Linked DNA regions of Sus scrofa: all the other regions are linked to region 1. Evidence: chromatin contacts called from public HiChIP or PLAC-seq data. All regions are on one chromosome and are shown on one strand. Each heading gives the region's core, a stretch centred on a gene start, on an enhancer-like site or on the middle of the called end of the contact. The rest is flanking DNA. Distances are from core to core; before and after follow the strand shown. Region 1 overlaps LOC100512907 (a long non-coding RNA gene). Region 2 overlaps LOC100512907 (a long non-coding RNA gene). Region 3 overlaps LOC100512907 (a long non-coding RNA gene).

The links. HiChIP or PLAC-seq counts read pairs in DNA pulled down with a chosen protein or histone mark.
Region 2: a contact with region 1 is called in an H3K27ac HiChIP or PLAC-seq map of skeletal muscle. The contact joins two enhancer-like sites. A contact is called at or near these places in 1 of 47 Hi-C or Micro-C datasets (skeletal muscle) and 1 of 2 datasets of contacts at active chromatin or transcription factors (skeletal muscle).
Region 3: an H3K27ac HiChIP or PLAC-seq map of skeletal muscle shows a contact between it and region 1. The contact joins two enhancer-like sites. A contact is called at or near these places in 2 of 47 Hi-C or Micro-C datasets (embryonic fibroblasts and skeletal muscle) and 1 of 2 datasets of contacts at active chromatin or transcription factors (skeletal muscle).

What each region holds. Positions count from the first base shown.
Region 1 is chr7:17,239,869-17,244,947 of Sscrofa11.1, forward strand. The region is part of intron 5 of LOC100512907 (a long non-coding RNA gene); the gene reads left to right. Among named protein-coding and RNA genes, the nearest start is that of PRL, 220 kb to the right of the region's middle. Within about 2 kb of position 2,828, at least 38 of the 83 cell types and tissues checked have an H3K27ac peak or open chromatin away from gene starts, as enhancers often do. A contact at or near this core is called in skeletal muscle, where this site is marked.
Region 2 is chr7:17,064,982-17,070,060 of Sscrofa11.1, forward strand. All of the region lies in intron 3 of LOC100512907 (a long non-coding RNA gene), which reads left to right. Among named protein-coding and RNA genes, the nearest start is that of SOX4, 180 kb to the left of the region's middle. Within about 2 kb of position 2,125, at least 19 of the 83 cell types and tissues checked have an H3K27ac peak or open chromatin away from gene starts, as enhancers often do. A contact at or near this core is called in skeletal muscle, where this site is marked.
Region 3 is chr7:17,096,851-17,101,929 of Sscrofa11.1, forward strand. The region is part of intron 3 of LOC100512907 (a long non-coding RNA gene); the gene reads left to right. Among named protein-coding and RNA genes, the nearest start is that of SOX4, 210 kb to the left of the region's middle. Within about 2 kb of position 2,296, at least 22 of the 83 cell types and tissues checked have an H3K27ac peak or open chromatin away from gene starts, as enhancers often do. A contact at or near this core is called in skeletal muscle, where this site is marked.

The sequences.
Region 1 (5,079 bases), core at 1,578-4,077:
ATAATCCAGAATAATCTCTGCATCTCAGGATCCCTAATTTAATTGCGTTGGCAGTCTCTTTGCCATACAAGGTAGCACTTACAGGTTCCAGGGATAAAGGGCCTGTTATTTTTGTAGGCTGTTAGTCATACTATGACACTATGCTTTACCCACCTAGCTTGGGCCTGCCCCTTCTCCTGGAAGCCCTGGTCCCAACCATTCCTGAGTCATGGTTATGCTTGCCAAGCCCATTGGCTTCTCTGCCTCTTTATCTGTTGCGCCTCCACCAAGAGAATTGGCCTCAGCAATGCTGTCGGTGTCCCTAGGGTCTGCCTCAGGCCAGGGGCTGGTGCCACCTCTCCTGCCCCTGTCTGTTTTACCTTAGTCTTGTACACTGAGTTACAGAAAATACCAAGTCCCTTTTCAGAAATACTCTGTGATGCTCTCTTTCTCTTATCCTACAAAGCCTTGCAGTCAAGCCCTCCCAGTCTCCATTGTGCTTCCTTTAAGGAGGGCCTATTTGAGACACACCCTGACATAGGGGCTGCTATTTGCTTATTGAGAAAGCCCTGTGCCCTTCTTCTGTAGTTGGTGTTTGTGTTCATTTTGTAAGGTCCTGTTCCAGTGTCAGATTCTTTGAAGCTTTCCTGAACCTCCCCCCCAACCCTCCATGCAGAATTAATTACTTCTTTCCTCTGTTCCTCCAAAGCACTCTGTTTGTACTTGATTCTAACCCACACTGTTTTCTCCTTTATCGTGTCTGTCTGCTCCTTGCCAGACTTTGAGGTTCATTAGAGCCAGGAATAGGATATTGCTTATCTTTTTTAATTTTAACCTGACACATGGCCCACAATAAGTGTTTAATGTAATACTGTATAATAGAATAAATGTGTATTGAATCCATTCAAATATCAAATTTTCCATAACATTTAATACTTTTCTCCCGATTTCCTTGTGAACCCCAAAGTAATTGTTTTCTAGAGGTGGCAATGTAAAATCCATTTTGGCTTTGTTTCTGTTACAAATGGGTCAAAAGTACTCTATGTTTTCTGGGCTCAAATTTCATTCAGTGTGAGGACATCATTACATGTACCCCTCCATGGAACCAACTTAATAAGAGACTTGACTAGCACTGGAAAACTACTAGAATGATGTTGCTTGATTGTCTTTGTGTAGCTCTGAACCTTTAAGCAAGAATTTGGGTTTACGTGTCAGGATTGCATCATTTTTACTTACTGGTGATTTGTCGAAACAGTGTTGTATTTTTTTTCCCCTTTATCTAGATATTTGATTTTGTCTGAGTAGTTGTGAATTTCAGAGTTATTTCCCCCACCTTTTCCCTAGAAGCTGGGGGGTGACGTGGCCTGCCGCCTCCCTGGTCTTAAATGCTGTGTCCTGTGTGGTATCTGCTGTGTTGTATTCCTGGTGTCTGTTTCCTGTTTCTGTAGCCTGGAGCCTCTTAGGAGTTTTGTCGAGGGTGCTGGTATTTTATTAAGTTGCACGTCTTATATTTATGAGAAACTCAAAGGGCTTTGAGGATTTTCTTTTTTGGGATCTAATCTTCTGGCAGCTCTCTGAGGTAGGTAGTGTGAAGCGTTATCTCCATTTTGCAGATGTTATAACAGAGGCATAGCACAACTTGATGCAGGCCCCATAGCAAATCAAGGGCTGAGGGGAAAATGTCTCCTGCGTCTTTCAACCTCCGTTTCAGTGATTGAGATGCCAGATGACTTGATTTTAATTTTTAACACTCCTACCCATTTTGACTTTGCACAGAATATTCTTAACAGCACTTGTGAGGCAGTCAGGGCTCGAACTTTAATACTTTTCTGTCTTTACCGCTTCTCTCATTTTTGTTAACGTTTGCACACACCTGTGTGTGTGTGTTTGATTTAAAAATTACATATGTATATATTTCTTTCAAAAGAATTCGTATACAAAGTTAGGGCCTGCCAGTGGTTATCTGGTCTGGGAACTGCATGTAAATATGGGGTTTCAGCATCATCAGCTTCTCTTGTGCTTTTAACAAACTTGTCAGGTGGACATACTGCATAGATATGAGCCACGGACATGAAAACATTTAAAAATATAACCCGTGACAAGTAATACTGTAAAACTGGATGGCAAGTACTCATTAATATATTCAATGCATGCTTTTTTATTTAGTTAATTCTTCCCCCGTAAATAATAGTATTTCCAGAAGTGAGCTAGCCCCTGATGTAACTTTCATACACTTTTCCTCAAATATGAAGATTTTTTTTTTTTCCACTCAGGATAGTGAATATACCCTTTTGAATTTCACCTTTTTACTGCAGATGGAAGTTCCTGATCGGATTTGCCCAAGTCTTTTTTTTGTCTCCAGGGCTTTGTGTCTGCAGTGTAGGTTGTGTGGCGAGGCTTCAGTCTCCTTGATGACTGCATTTGGAATGCCCCTCTCTTTGGCCAAGTGGCATTAATTATCCTCTTGCTCCTGGAGCACGAAGAACTGTGTGGCGGGGAAGTTTCCCCATAGGGTCCGCCGTCTCTGAGGCACCGTTTCACTGTGTGCTGTGGAATGATGGGGAGGCAGGCTCTGACACAGCTGCCTGAGGAGTCAGCCTGGAGACCTGTGTGTGGTTTCCCTAAGCGGGAGAGGGGATTTAGAGCACCTGGCGTGTGGGGGGGTGGGGGGTGCAACTTGCCAGCCTCCACTTTGTCAGCCTCCCCTCCCACCCCCTGAGCTTCTGAGCACCACCCAGCTGCAGTGCTTTTGCCTTGAAACCATTTGGAGCGGCTGGGACGGAGGCCACCCAGGGCTTCCGCGAGCAGCTGCGGCTGCCTGGCTCCTATTGGCCAGAACAGAGAGCTCCTCACTTATCTGCACTGAGCACGGGTGGCCGCGATCCCTTAGGATAATGCAATTTCTCACTGTCTGGGGGTGGAAGCTATTGTCCTCCTTTCCAGCTTGTTGTTTGAAGTCTTTTGTCAGGCTTCCGGCTTTTGCTGACTCACAACACACACACACACACACACACGCACGCACGCACACACGCACACATGCACACAAACAGAGAAACTCCTTCCCTCCCACCTCACTTCCTTAGCTCCCTCCTTCATCCTCACTTAATAGCTTTTGAAATTACTAAGATAACAACTGTCCCTCCTGCGGGGTGGGTAACAGCTTAAACAGGAAGTAGAAGGAACTGTTCGCACAGGTTCGGGACGTCTGAACGCTTTCTTCAGGGCTTGCTCTTTCCTTGTGACCTCTGCTTTTCTGTCCCTGCCTCCCCTCTGGAAGCGTTCTGGGCTGAGCCCAGAGCCTCAGTGTGGCCAGCGTGTGATTACAGAGGCATAATTCACCTTGGGGTTGGGGGGGGGGGGCTTCTGCAGATGAGTGAGTTGAAGGAGGCCGTTTTTGTTTCCCCGCTAGCAAATTGCCATCTCTAATGAACGTTTTAGGGAGGCAGTTTCTCCACCATCCCCCTGACGGTTGCCGACCTGTAATTAAAAGGAGAGAAGAACTTGATTCCCCATGTGTGCACCTGGGCCCTTTGTGGTGTCTCTTAGCAATATGCCACGAGGACCGACCGGCAGGTGATGGATTTCTAAAGCAGAAAATCAAGCTTCTTCACAATAGAAGCTTACAGTTTTAGAAATCGGGTGGTTACAAGCACTGTCATTTTGCCGACTTTGGCAGGCTGCAGGGAACCCAGTAGCCACGCTGACCGAGGTGCAAAACACAGAGAGTCAGCTTTCCTTCTTAATTACTTTTAAACCACGTTAGCTCCTTTTTAGGGTCAGAACAACAGCTCTCATGCTTCATGGTGGTGGCATTCTTGGTGCAATAAAATAATATTCTTATGTTGCCTTGGCATAAAATAGAACTTTTTGTTAATGGACGAAAAAGTGAGCAAGTGTGTAGGCAGCATCCCCGCCTGGTCGCCTCTTACTTTAGTAAATTGTACTGGTTGTGCACTTGGAACTTTTTGAATGTATTAAACTTCCTATACTGCGTGGGTCACTATTTCACAGCTAGGTAAGTCCCTTAACTGGTAAGGTGCAGCTTTCTCAATAGCATTTTAGACTAAGGTCAAGATACAAAAATAATCTCTATCTTCTATTCAGTTGTCACTAGTTCATGAAAATACTGCCAGAGGACTGGAAGACACAATTTTCTCATGTTTTATGACACAGGCTCCCCAGGGCCCCTGGGCCTAATTTGTTCTTAATAATTTTCAAAAGGGACTCAGGACTCTGTCCTTTAGCTCACCATCACTGTCTGGACTGCCTTAAAGAGAGCTGCAGTTTGATGCAGACACTGGGAGTTTCTAGGCAATGGAAAGTTCTGGAAAGTAGGTCATTTTCCCTCAGTGGTGGGTATGGTGTAAGTGTTAGGTGTTTTTGTGTGTGTGTGTGTGTGTGTGGTGTGGTGTTGGTGTTGACATCTACATATTCAGCTCCTAGTATAGAAATCAGAAGTCTTTCAGTTTCCCCCAGGCTTGTCTCCAAAGCCCATGCCTTGAATGCAGTTTGTAATAAGTAGAGGCAGCTCCTGTCTGGAAATGCTGGGCATCTCTGCTGGAGTTAGAGCTCTTGTTCCAGGCCTCAGGGCATAAAGACAGAGGGTGGTTTGCTGGCTTGCCCCGGAGCCCCTGGGCCTTTGCACACTGACGTTGGCACAGCTGCCTTTATCTGTGTGCAGAATCTTGCCTCCAGCCTTCCACAGAGTGGTGAGAGGGAGTCAGGGAGCAGTGGGAGGAGGGAGATGACTCAGCCTCTGCTAAATGTCAGGCACTGTGCTGGGTGCTGTTACCACATGTCACTGCATCAACACCATGGCCTGGAAAAGAAAGCATTTCGTAGATGAGGCAGCAAAGCACTTTGGAGCTCAGATGCTGGAAGCCATATCCCCCAGGTTTGAGTTAGAACTTTGTCACCTTCAAAGTATCCGACTACCTGCTCCCTTGGTTTCCCTGTTTGTAAGGGGGGGGGGATAATAACAGGACCCCACTCAATTGTGTTGTTGTGATAAATGCTTATAGAACTGTAAGGAAGAGCTTCTGCCAGACAGTATGGGATAAATGCTTGTGCAGGGGAATAGAAAAGCAGGTCAACAATGAG
Region 2 (5,079 bases), core at 875-3,374, 180 kb before region 1:
TGTGGTAGCTCATTGGTAATCAACCTGCCTAATATCCATGAGGACGTGGGTTGGATCCCTGACCTTGCTCAGTGGATTAAGGATTCAGCATTGCCATGAGCTGTGGTGTAGGTTGCAGACACAGCTCAGATCCTGTGTTGCTGTGGCTGTGATGTAGGCCGGCAGCTGCAGCTCTGATTCGACCACTAGCCTGGGAACTTGCATATGCTGTGAATGTGACCCTAAAAGGACCAAAAAAAAAAAAAAAAAAAAAAAAAAAAAAAAAAAACCTCTTACACCAACAATTGTTATGTTAATGATATATTTACTAGGCCAAAATAAAACTTTTGGGATTTTATGCCTTTCACAGCAATCCAGCTTTTTAAGGGTAGAATTCAGACAGGCTTCAAGGCAGTGAATGAGTTAAGTTTTATTAAACCTGCATTTAGAGATGACATCAGTTAGTGCTCATGATGTGTCACCTCCTATGACCATTTTTAAATGGGTGACGGGCAACATGTTATGACATTGGTCATAGATGAATGCTACCTAAACCTAGATTTTTCTTCAGCTATAACATCAACATTGATTCACATTCTTTGGCTACAGTTCAGTCATTTGAGAAAAGATCGAGAGGCTTTTTAGAAGAACAGCTCATGTACACGTACTGTCTTCTCTAAATACTGAACCATTTCACACCAGGAATGTAAGTTTTGCAGTTAAAAGTCCATTCCATAGTAATTAGTATTACCACAGCATTAAAAAAAAAAAGAATTTACCAAGAATAAAAAAAGGGGGGAGCAGCTAGGGAATGAGGAACAGTCTGGGGTTCTGTTGCTCCTCTGGGTCTGGCAGAGGCTCTGGGCAGCAGGCTTCAGAGCTGGATCAAGGCTGCACCCTAGTTTCTTAACCGTTGGACAGAGATGGAGATATCGGGCCTAAAATCTGGTCCTTGCCCAAAGCCAAATTAGTGTTAGGCAGTATTTCTGTTTGGAACACATTTGTCCTTATTTTCCCTTTTCTCTGCTTGCCTACTGGAAGGGAGAAAAATAATCAGAGGTAGCGCCTGGGTGGAGCCACCCTTTGATCTCAAGGTCCCTGGGTTGAGAGCTCTTGGGCAGGCGGAGGAGGGGGTGGGCCGCAGCTGCTTTTTGTCCTGTGCACGCCCCCCAGGTTCCCTTCCTTCCTCTTCACATGTCCGAAGAGCAAGGAGAAGCCCAGTTGCTGAGCTCGGAGGGGAGGACATAGCTGGTTGGGATGCTGTGACACTGTCAGCAGCAGCTGTGTCCTTTTGTGGGAAGGTGTTGCAGCACATTCCTGGAAGGTGTGGGATGAAAAATAACCCACCTTGGAGTTTGTTATTTGTATGACACTGACATGCGTGCCCCTGAGCTGGGCTGTGCTCAAGTGGGAGGATGCAAGATTCTGGCGAGGATGGATGGGGAGGAGATCGAAGCCTCGGGCTCCATCAGAACGGGAGTCAGCCTCCAGGGGAGCAGAGACCCAACCCTTTGGCGTGGATCTGTAATGGTCCCCAGGTGAATGAGAAAGGATCTTGGTCAATTACGGGAGAATGGAGAAAGCCAGCCAGCCAGCTAGCTTGATTCCTCCTCGGAGAAATAAAACTTGCCACGTGGTCTCCCTCTTCGCCCTGCTGGGGGTGTGGACGAAGCAGTGTGGGGGACGTGGGAGGTTTTCTGCTGGAGTTGATTGAAAAAACAGCTGCCCTCCTCCGCATCCCGCCCCCCCCCCCCCCAGCCCCATCCTTTCTATGGCAGGATGTAACTATGCTGTAAACTTTGGCAGGGGTAAAGCATGCTAATACTTTTTGAAACAGGAATCTTTTTTTTTTTTTTTTTGGCATGGACCTGTTAGGTTAAAGCTGGGACGGTGGTGGGGAGAGAGCTTAGATAAACTTTGATAGAGTCATTCAAGGAATGATTTGTATTCATCCAGAAAAGGGTCAGAGTTCAGTGGGTTTGAGTCTAAAAGAGCCAGAGTAAGATAAGGTAAGGAGCCAGTGTTTTGGAAGTGGCAACGTGCAGGCCAGGACTTGAAAGAAAGCATGTTTGCAGCCCTTCCTTTATTATCATAACCTCTTGAGCAGAACACGCCGTTGGAAACGACAGTAAATGCTTCGCGGCGGATAAGCTGATGACCTAGTTTTTTGACCAAGGGCTCTTTGGGGATCTAACGGCACCGGGAAGAGCTGAGCAGCTTGGACACCGTTGGCCAGAAGTTCTGTGCACCTCAGGAGCCGGGGGCTAATTAGAACCCCGAGACATGGAGCAGCAGCTGTTTTATGGTGTGAACTTTTGCACAGAGGATTTCACGAGGCTAATTCTCCTTGGAAGTCTGTGTGCAAAGTGGTTCTTTCCTGGCTGTTGCTTCATTCTTCTTTGGAGGCCTGTTTTCACTGAGGGAACGTTTGGTGCCAAACCGAGCAATGACCTTCGGGTGCCTGGAGCTGCTGCTGCTGCCGGGCCTGGCCCAGTGGGGCTGGGCCGGGCTGGGGAGGGGTGGGGTCCTTGGGCGCAGAACTGAATGGGGCGGAGGGAGGGTCGTCGTAAGCTTTTCTGGCTCTGGAGGCCTCCCACAGCTTTGGCCTGGAGGGGAGGCCCAGGAACCAAAGAGAAGAAGTGGAGGGTGCCTTGTCGGCTTGGCCCCTCCCTCCTTCCTTCTCTGCCTCTGAACTCTTGGACCCGCTCTCATCCTGTCCCCTGCCTCGTTTAAACCTGAACGCGCTATTTTTTTGTTCCACTTCATGTGTGAGGAGATATTTTTCAGGGCAAAACTTGAGAAATAAGTGAAAAAGTGTCTAGGGTTCACCATAGAGTAGGCATCATTTCTCCCCTCTCCTCCTCTTCCCCTCCTGCCTTCCTCCACAGCGTTTTTTTCTATCCTCCTGCGTGTATTTGCTTTTACCGTGGAACTACTAGACAGAGATGTTTTAGAAAGTAAAATCACTCCCTAAAAAATGCCGTTGAAGACGTGATAGTCTGGGATCCATGCGAAAATGCATTATTAAAAAGGGCTAGGAGGAGTTCCTGTCGTGGCGCAGTGGTTAGCGAATCCGACTAGGAACCATGAGGTTGCGGGTTCGATCCCTGCCCTTGCTCAGTGGCTTAAGGTAAGGATCCGGCGTTGCCGTAAGCTGTGGTGTAGGTCGCAGACGCGGTTCGGATCCTGCGTTGCTGTGGCTCTGGCGTAGGCCGGTGGCTACAGCTCCGATTCGACCCCTAGCCTGGGAACCTCCATATGCCGCAGGAGTGGCCCAAGAATTAGCAAAAAGACAAAAAAAAAAAAAGGGCTGAAGTTCCTATCAGTTAGAATATCAGTTATCTAACTGATTAATAAAAGTTGCTTAAATGATTATGATTACAGAATACTCTAAATCTTGGTATGGTGTGTTTCTTTTTTTAGGAATGCACATCTTAGAGACCTTGAAAGATAAACATACTTTCCTCTTTTGTAGACACAAGAAATCTTTAAAAGGGAAAAAAAATGACGATATCCCCATCATACAACAATATAAATAATTATATATGTTTAAGTGTACGAGAGGAATATTGCACATTAAAACTGTTTAGGAGTTATTTTTAATTCATATTTAAGTTTGATTTACATTAGAAAATATGAAAGGAATATAAGATTGCAGATAAATGTCCAATAAACAACCTATGTTGGGAGGTCCCCTTGGGGCTCAGTGAGTTAACAACCTGACCAATATCCATGAGGATTCAGGTTCGATCCCTGTCCTCACTCAGTGGGTTAAGGATCTGATGTTGCCATGAGCTGTGGTGTAGGTTGCAGATGTGGCTCAGATCTGGTATTGCTGTGGCTATGGCATAGGCCGGCAGCCGCAGCTCTGATCGAATCCCTAGCCTGGGAACCCCTACCCTGAGGGTGTGGCCCTAAAAAGCCAAAAAAAAAAAAAAAAACCAAACCTCAGAAACAAACAAACCAAGAAAACCCATGTAAAAATGTACTTTTAAATATTGAAAAGGAACTATGCCAGAACATTTAACAGTAGTTGAGCAGGAATTGGGAACAGGTGAACTTATTTTCACATTTGCTCTCCTTCATTTTCTACAGTGAGCTAGGAGATCGGTTATAACATCTGTCTTTTGCTAACGTACTTGAATGAATAAGCACGAAAATGGCTTTTTCCTGTGTCTTTTTCTGACCTGATTCAGATATGAGATACAGGTTGCAGAAGCTGAACAGAAGTGACTATTAAGTGTATTCACACTTGCAAGCTTTTCTAAGTGATACCATTTGGGACAGTGCAGGTGGTTTTCACCCTGATCTCTTGGAAGGGGCAGTGGTGGGCCCGCTCCTTCTCCTCAGTGATCACCTGATTCCTTTTCTTTAACTTCAAGGACTTGGCCTTCCTCGCAGTTCTCATCATGTTTCTTTTTTCCTTCTGGGATCTTGCTGGCCCGCCTCCTCCTTACTCTTGCTGCTGTGTGCTCCCTTTCCGCCACCCTGGCAATGATCTCTGAATTACTTCACTGGCGATGACTCATAACCGGGGAGCCACGAGTTGCCAGTAAAGTTAATAGGGCTTCTCTGGGACCCCGTTCGTGGCAATAAAATTTGCAACTAGGCATGAGCAATTTGAATTTGCAGCACAGGGCTTTAATTGTTTGGAAGTGTCTATAAAAATACAGTGTGGCAAATTAAAGTTGCTCAGGAACTGAGATGTTTCTTCTCTGCAGAAGAGGCGCTCTCTAGAAGGCACTCCTCTTCCCCAGTGACACACGACTGTTGGCTCAAGCATCTGCTGTCTGAAATGAGGCGCCTGTACTCACACGAGGCGTGGGGCTACAGAGGGTACTCGTTTCTCAAACTGCAGGCTTCTCAGATCCCGTCAGAACACTGGAACCAGAGGCAGCACGATCCAGATGGGTGAACTGAATGAATTGTGCCATTATTGATGCATTTTGGCCCTGACTCAACCTCTTTACGTACAGCCTAATGAAATGAAATCTGTTTGAATGAATTGTCCCCACCCCACCATAAATCCTAAAAGCACACATAGTAGAAATGGGAGTCTCAGGATCTCTCTTCCTTTTCTGTTGTCCCCATTTACAATAC
Region 3 (5,079 bases), core at 1,046-3,545, 140 kb before region 1:
GACAAACTCGAGCCATGCTTCTGTTCTGGCCACAGCATCTCCCACCAGCTCTGTAGTTAGTAACAACCGTGAGAGCATTGTGAGCAGCACTGATGTGCTGACTTCATCGTCCTGAGCCTGGGGTCCCCTGATGATGTCTGGCCTCCATCCATCTGGGTGAGAGTGAAGCTGAGCTGTTCTATGTGCACTGGCCTAAGATTAACCATGGCAGGGTTAACTTGTTTCTCTTCTTCAACATTGCTTTAGAAGGGGAGGAAGTTGTGGGAGTAGAGAATGATTGAAAAAAATAGGAGGGGGAAAACCAATCGCATTCACTTCTTGAGTACAGAGAGCCTTGACCCTGTCTTCTGCAAGCCGTCTCTCCTTTCTGCTCTTAAAGGTTTAACAGATGAAGTCTTGGCTTTGGTTTGTCAGTGAAGGACTTTTCTGAAGCTCCAGAGACTGTTCAGCTTTGCAGGAAGCAGTGACATAAGGTCCCAGGCGTTCTCTCTTGCTTTCCACTTATTATTTTGGGATTGTCAGAAAACAGCCTGGGAGGAGAAAGAAGAGACAGAGGTGGTTCCCTCCCCCCGCCCCCCGCCCCAGTTTGGCTGCTGAATGAAAGCAGGCACTTTGTTTAGAAGTGAGTAGGGAGGAAAATGCAGCTTAGGGTTGACACCCTTCTGGTGCTTACCCATAAATATGAAATGGTGTTAGAACACCCGACTCCAGAGAGATTTCTGATTGGCTGTTGGTGATGTCATCTAGTCATTAATACTGTGCTCAGAAAATAAACCGATCCGCCTGTTTTCTTTCTTTTTCCTTCCCTCTTTTTTTTTTTTTTTTTTTTAAAGCTGAAATGTATAAAATCCATTTTGCAATCTAAAATGAGGCACTTCAGTCAGAGCGTTTTGAAAGAGTATTCCATTTCTCATGTGTTCAGAGTCGTTTTGGCCTTCACTTGAGAGCTGCAATAATCAACCACAAGTATTCAGCCTGTCTTGTCTTACTGCTTCAAAGTGAGACAGGCACGTTTCAACACCTGGGCACCAACAGTTGACATCTGCCCACATTAAGTGTTAGGGCAGTAGATGGGAATTTCTTCTTGTCAGCCTTTAAATGTCTTAGGATACTTGGAGCCAGAGTTGGCACTTCTGGGTATGGGAGGGATGTGGCTGGGTAATGAAAGGGACTTTAAAATTTTTCTTAAATCCTAATTTTATTTCTCTATCTCTGATAGCCTTGAAGTTCAATCTAAGCCACCCTGCTCTTCCCTTTAATGTATGTTTGCTCATCTGGCGGCTTGGTGGTGTTTCACCTGGGGGATTGCACTTGTGGTGTGTCCAGGCTGTGTGTGTGTAAAATGCAATAGCATTCTTGCTATGCAGGAGTGGAATTCTTAGAAGGAAAGTCACTGCCCGAGCATCTCTTTGACCCCTGCGCATTGATTTGTGACCCCTGGAACGGTTGACAATCCTGCATCCCTACTGGTTCACGCTGATTGGGGGAGGCATATGGTGTTTCGATTAACCTTTGGGAAGCCTTTCATATAAATCCAGCTTTGTGCTTTCTTTCTTTTTTCTTTTTTTAAATGAAATATAGAACTGTCCTTTTGAGGGAAAGCCATGATTCTTTATCATATATTTTGGCTAGCATAATCTTCTCCTTGTTGTAGTTAACTTTGCTTATGACTAACCATGCACTCCTTTGTCAATGTACTCTTAGGTAGAATTTCCAAATATTATGTACAGATTTTATATAAATTCGCTCTATAACCCTCGAAGCTGTGAAAGTGAATCTAAGAGTTGACTCCATCACTGGTACAATGGCAGTCCCAGATTATCATAGGCACGCTATGGATAAATTGCTTGGATTAGCAAAATCCTGGCAAGCAGGTGTAACTGACTTCTGCCACGCAATTGAGCCTTCCTTATGGGGAGCTGCTGCACTCCTTTTCAGAGTTTATCTCTCTTTTTAGCAAGGTTAGAAACCATAGACTGCAGGGCCTTTAGGGTCAAAGGGGAAAGAGAAAGACAATGGGCCCTATTCATTCTTATGAAGCTCTAATGAATCATAGAGATAGTCTGTTGTTTTCCAGGTTAGAGCTCTTTCCCTGACAGGCTTTAATTATCTGAGAGCTGAAGCAAGAAGTGATAAAAACATGCAAAAGCCTTTCAGGAACAGGTTTTTGAAGATGAGTCACCCAAGTCGGTGTTCGGCTCAGCCCGTTTTGCAAGGGGCGGGCTCCCTCTTCCTGCTTGCCACTCTATCACGTGACAGCTGTGGACCCACTAAAGGAAAGAAACGATCATTCACCAGCAGGAAACTTAATCCCGGGCAGGTGCAGCTTGAGTAACGGCTATGGGCCTGGAGGTCGGCATGGTTGGGAGGCCTAAACTTTTGCAGATGGTCTGAGTGGGAGGAGGGAGACGCAGTGGCCCTTCTCCCATCTGCAGCCCCCAGCCCACCCTCTCCTCCGGGATGGTGCTGCCATTTCTCCCTGTACTGTTGAACTTTTGAACTCAAGTTCAGTGCAGCGTTTAGGATGTTTGTTTTATAGCCTTCAGATAAAGCAGGAGCAGATTTTAAGGAAACAGTAGACAGATGCATTTTCCTTTTTCCTCCAGTGAGGGTGGTGATCTAATTAGAAGTCAGTGTTGGAGCAGCTTCCTTTGTATGGGCTTTGGGTTGTCTATTTCTAAAGGATGCTGGTGGACGTGAACAAAAGCCGGATGTTGTACTGAACAAGTGCCCTGCGTTAGATACGTCTGGAGTTCCACGCCACACTTTTCCTCTGCAGACCCGACGAGATCCTGCCCGGTGTTATGACTCCTTATTTTCACAGAGCCATTGTTTTCACTCTCTAATGGTGTCCCCCTGCCAAGACGACTCAGCTGTAAAAAATAAATAAAAATAAAGTGACATGTGACCCTTTGCAACAACGGATTGGAGGGTGTTAGGCTTTGTGAAATAAGTCAGAGAAAGGTAAATACTGTACGATATCACCGATACGTGGAATCTAAACAAATAAACAGAGTGACTGTAACGACAGACTCATAGACAAAGAGAACAAATTGGTGACTACCTGTGGGCAAAGGGAAGAGAGGAAGGAGCCAGATGGGGTAGAGATGTGAGGTACAAACCACTGTGTATACAATAAATAGGCTGTAAGTATATATTGTCGAGCACAGGGAATACAGCCAATGTAGTATAACTGTAAATGAAATATGCTCTATACAATTTTGAATCATTATATTTTACATCTGAAACTAATCATTGTAAATCAACTGTACCTCAACGAAAAATAGTATCCCTCTGCCATTTTGCCTCCTATCCCTCACTGATGGCTGCTTTTCTATTTATATTGCTTGGAACTAATGGAGAGTCCAGGTGCAGAAGCGCGTCACACCCAAGGGCTTGGGTGCTTGGAAAACCATAACAATGTTAAGAGGATCAGCAGTCATCCTCCTGGGGGGTGGGGGGAGGTGAGTCTCAAAAAAACCCACATAGCGAGTGGTCAAGGGCTATAAAAAGTATAAGATGTATAGACTTGTAGGGATAAGAGTAACATTTTCTCAGTTGCCACCTAATTTATTGAAAACTGTGATTTGGGGGAGAGTGTAGAATATTTGCTAAACTAATCCATTCCTCTGAATAGCTCCCTCATCTCTTGTGGCTTGGCAGCTAAAACTTAGAAATCCACAATTACACTGTATAGATGAGCCTGGTTCTATATTTAGTGTTTAATCTCTGCACTCAAGAGTTGCATATGGCCATGAGCACCCACTTAAGAGCTAAAAATGTAAGTTACTGCCCACTTTGTCCTGAATTGGAATCGTACATAATTACTCTATGCTTTAAAAAAATCTCCCTTGAGGGAAAGAGTTCCAAATCAAGTTAGTGGGCAGTCCCCAATAGGAAGCCAAGAGTCAGTTAGTCCTTGGAGGAAGCTAAGTAAATACTTGTTGAACAAATAACCAGGAAGAATTCACACCCCTCATTGCTTAATGGAAAGTAAAATGGTGAGTCCAGAAGTTCAAGAATCATCTTAGAAGTAAACACTCATCATGAAATAGGCATAGACTATCTAGAAGCAGTAACTGGTGGGCTAGGCTGTAAGAACTAGTAAAAATAGAAACTGGCAAGTCCCGTGGTTCCCAAACCTGGCTGTTGATCAGAGTCATCTCATGAGCTCTTAAAACACAAAAGCAAGCAAACAAAACCCACCAATTTCCAGGCCTCATCTTCAGAGTCTCTCCCACGCAGCCAAGGAACTTTTGTTCCTACTGAGGTTGAGTAAGGGATCTGTGGATGGGAGGTGATTCGGGGAGAGTGTAAACCAGAGACATGGCAAGACTGCCAGCACACAGTAAAAGAATGACACCGTCTTCTCAGTTTGTTTTAAATTGGCTCAGCAAACATTGATGGAACATAACACATTGCATCATGTCTTGTGATAGAAGTACGCAAAGCCAAACTCACTGCTGCTGATGGGCTCACAGATTTATCTTGGATGGGATCACCCACGCCTTATGTGGTGGACTTCTGAGCACAGTAGCTGCAGGAACCGAGAGAAGGTGTAACTAAGAGCCACGTGTGAAGAAGTCTTCACAGGCAGGTGCTCTGGAAACTGGCATCCTGGAAAGAGCAGAGTTGTTCCAAGAGTAGGGAGGCTAAAAGGGGAGCTTAGGAAGATGGAAGATCAAAGAGCTTGAGCACAGAGCAGGAAGAGCCAAGGGTGTTGGGTTTGGGGACTGGTGAAGACAGCATGACTGCAGGTGCAAATACCTTTGCTAGACAAAGGTCTTGGGATTTTCTACAAGAAGGGACACTTGCCCCCACCTCCAGAAGGAGAGGGAAAGACACGTGGGTTCTGCCTCCAGCAGAACGGAAGCCCTCTGAGGACGGGGGAACTTACCTTCCAGAGGTTACTCTCATTCTTGGCAGCATGCAGGAGGCATGGGGAACTAGTCTCTGGCTAATGAAAAGACGTTTAATACATGCCTCGTTAAGCAGAAAAATCAGTTTCTCCAAGAATGCTTGTATGTTTCTTCTTCTTTTAATAAAGACAAAAATAAATTAGGGGGATAAAAATAATTA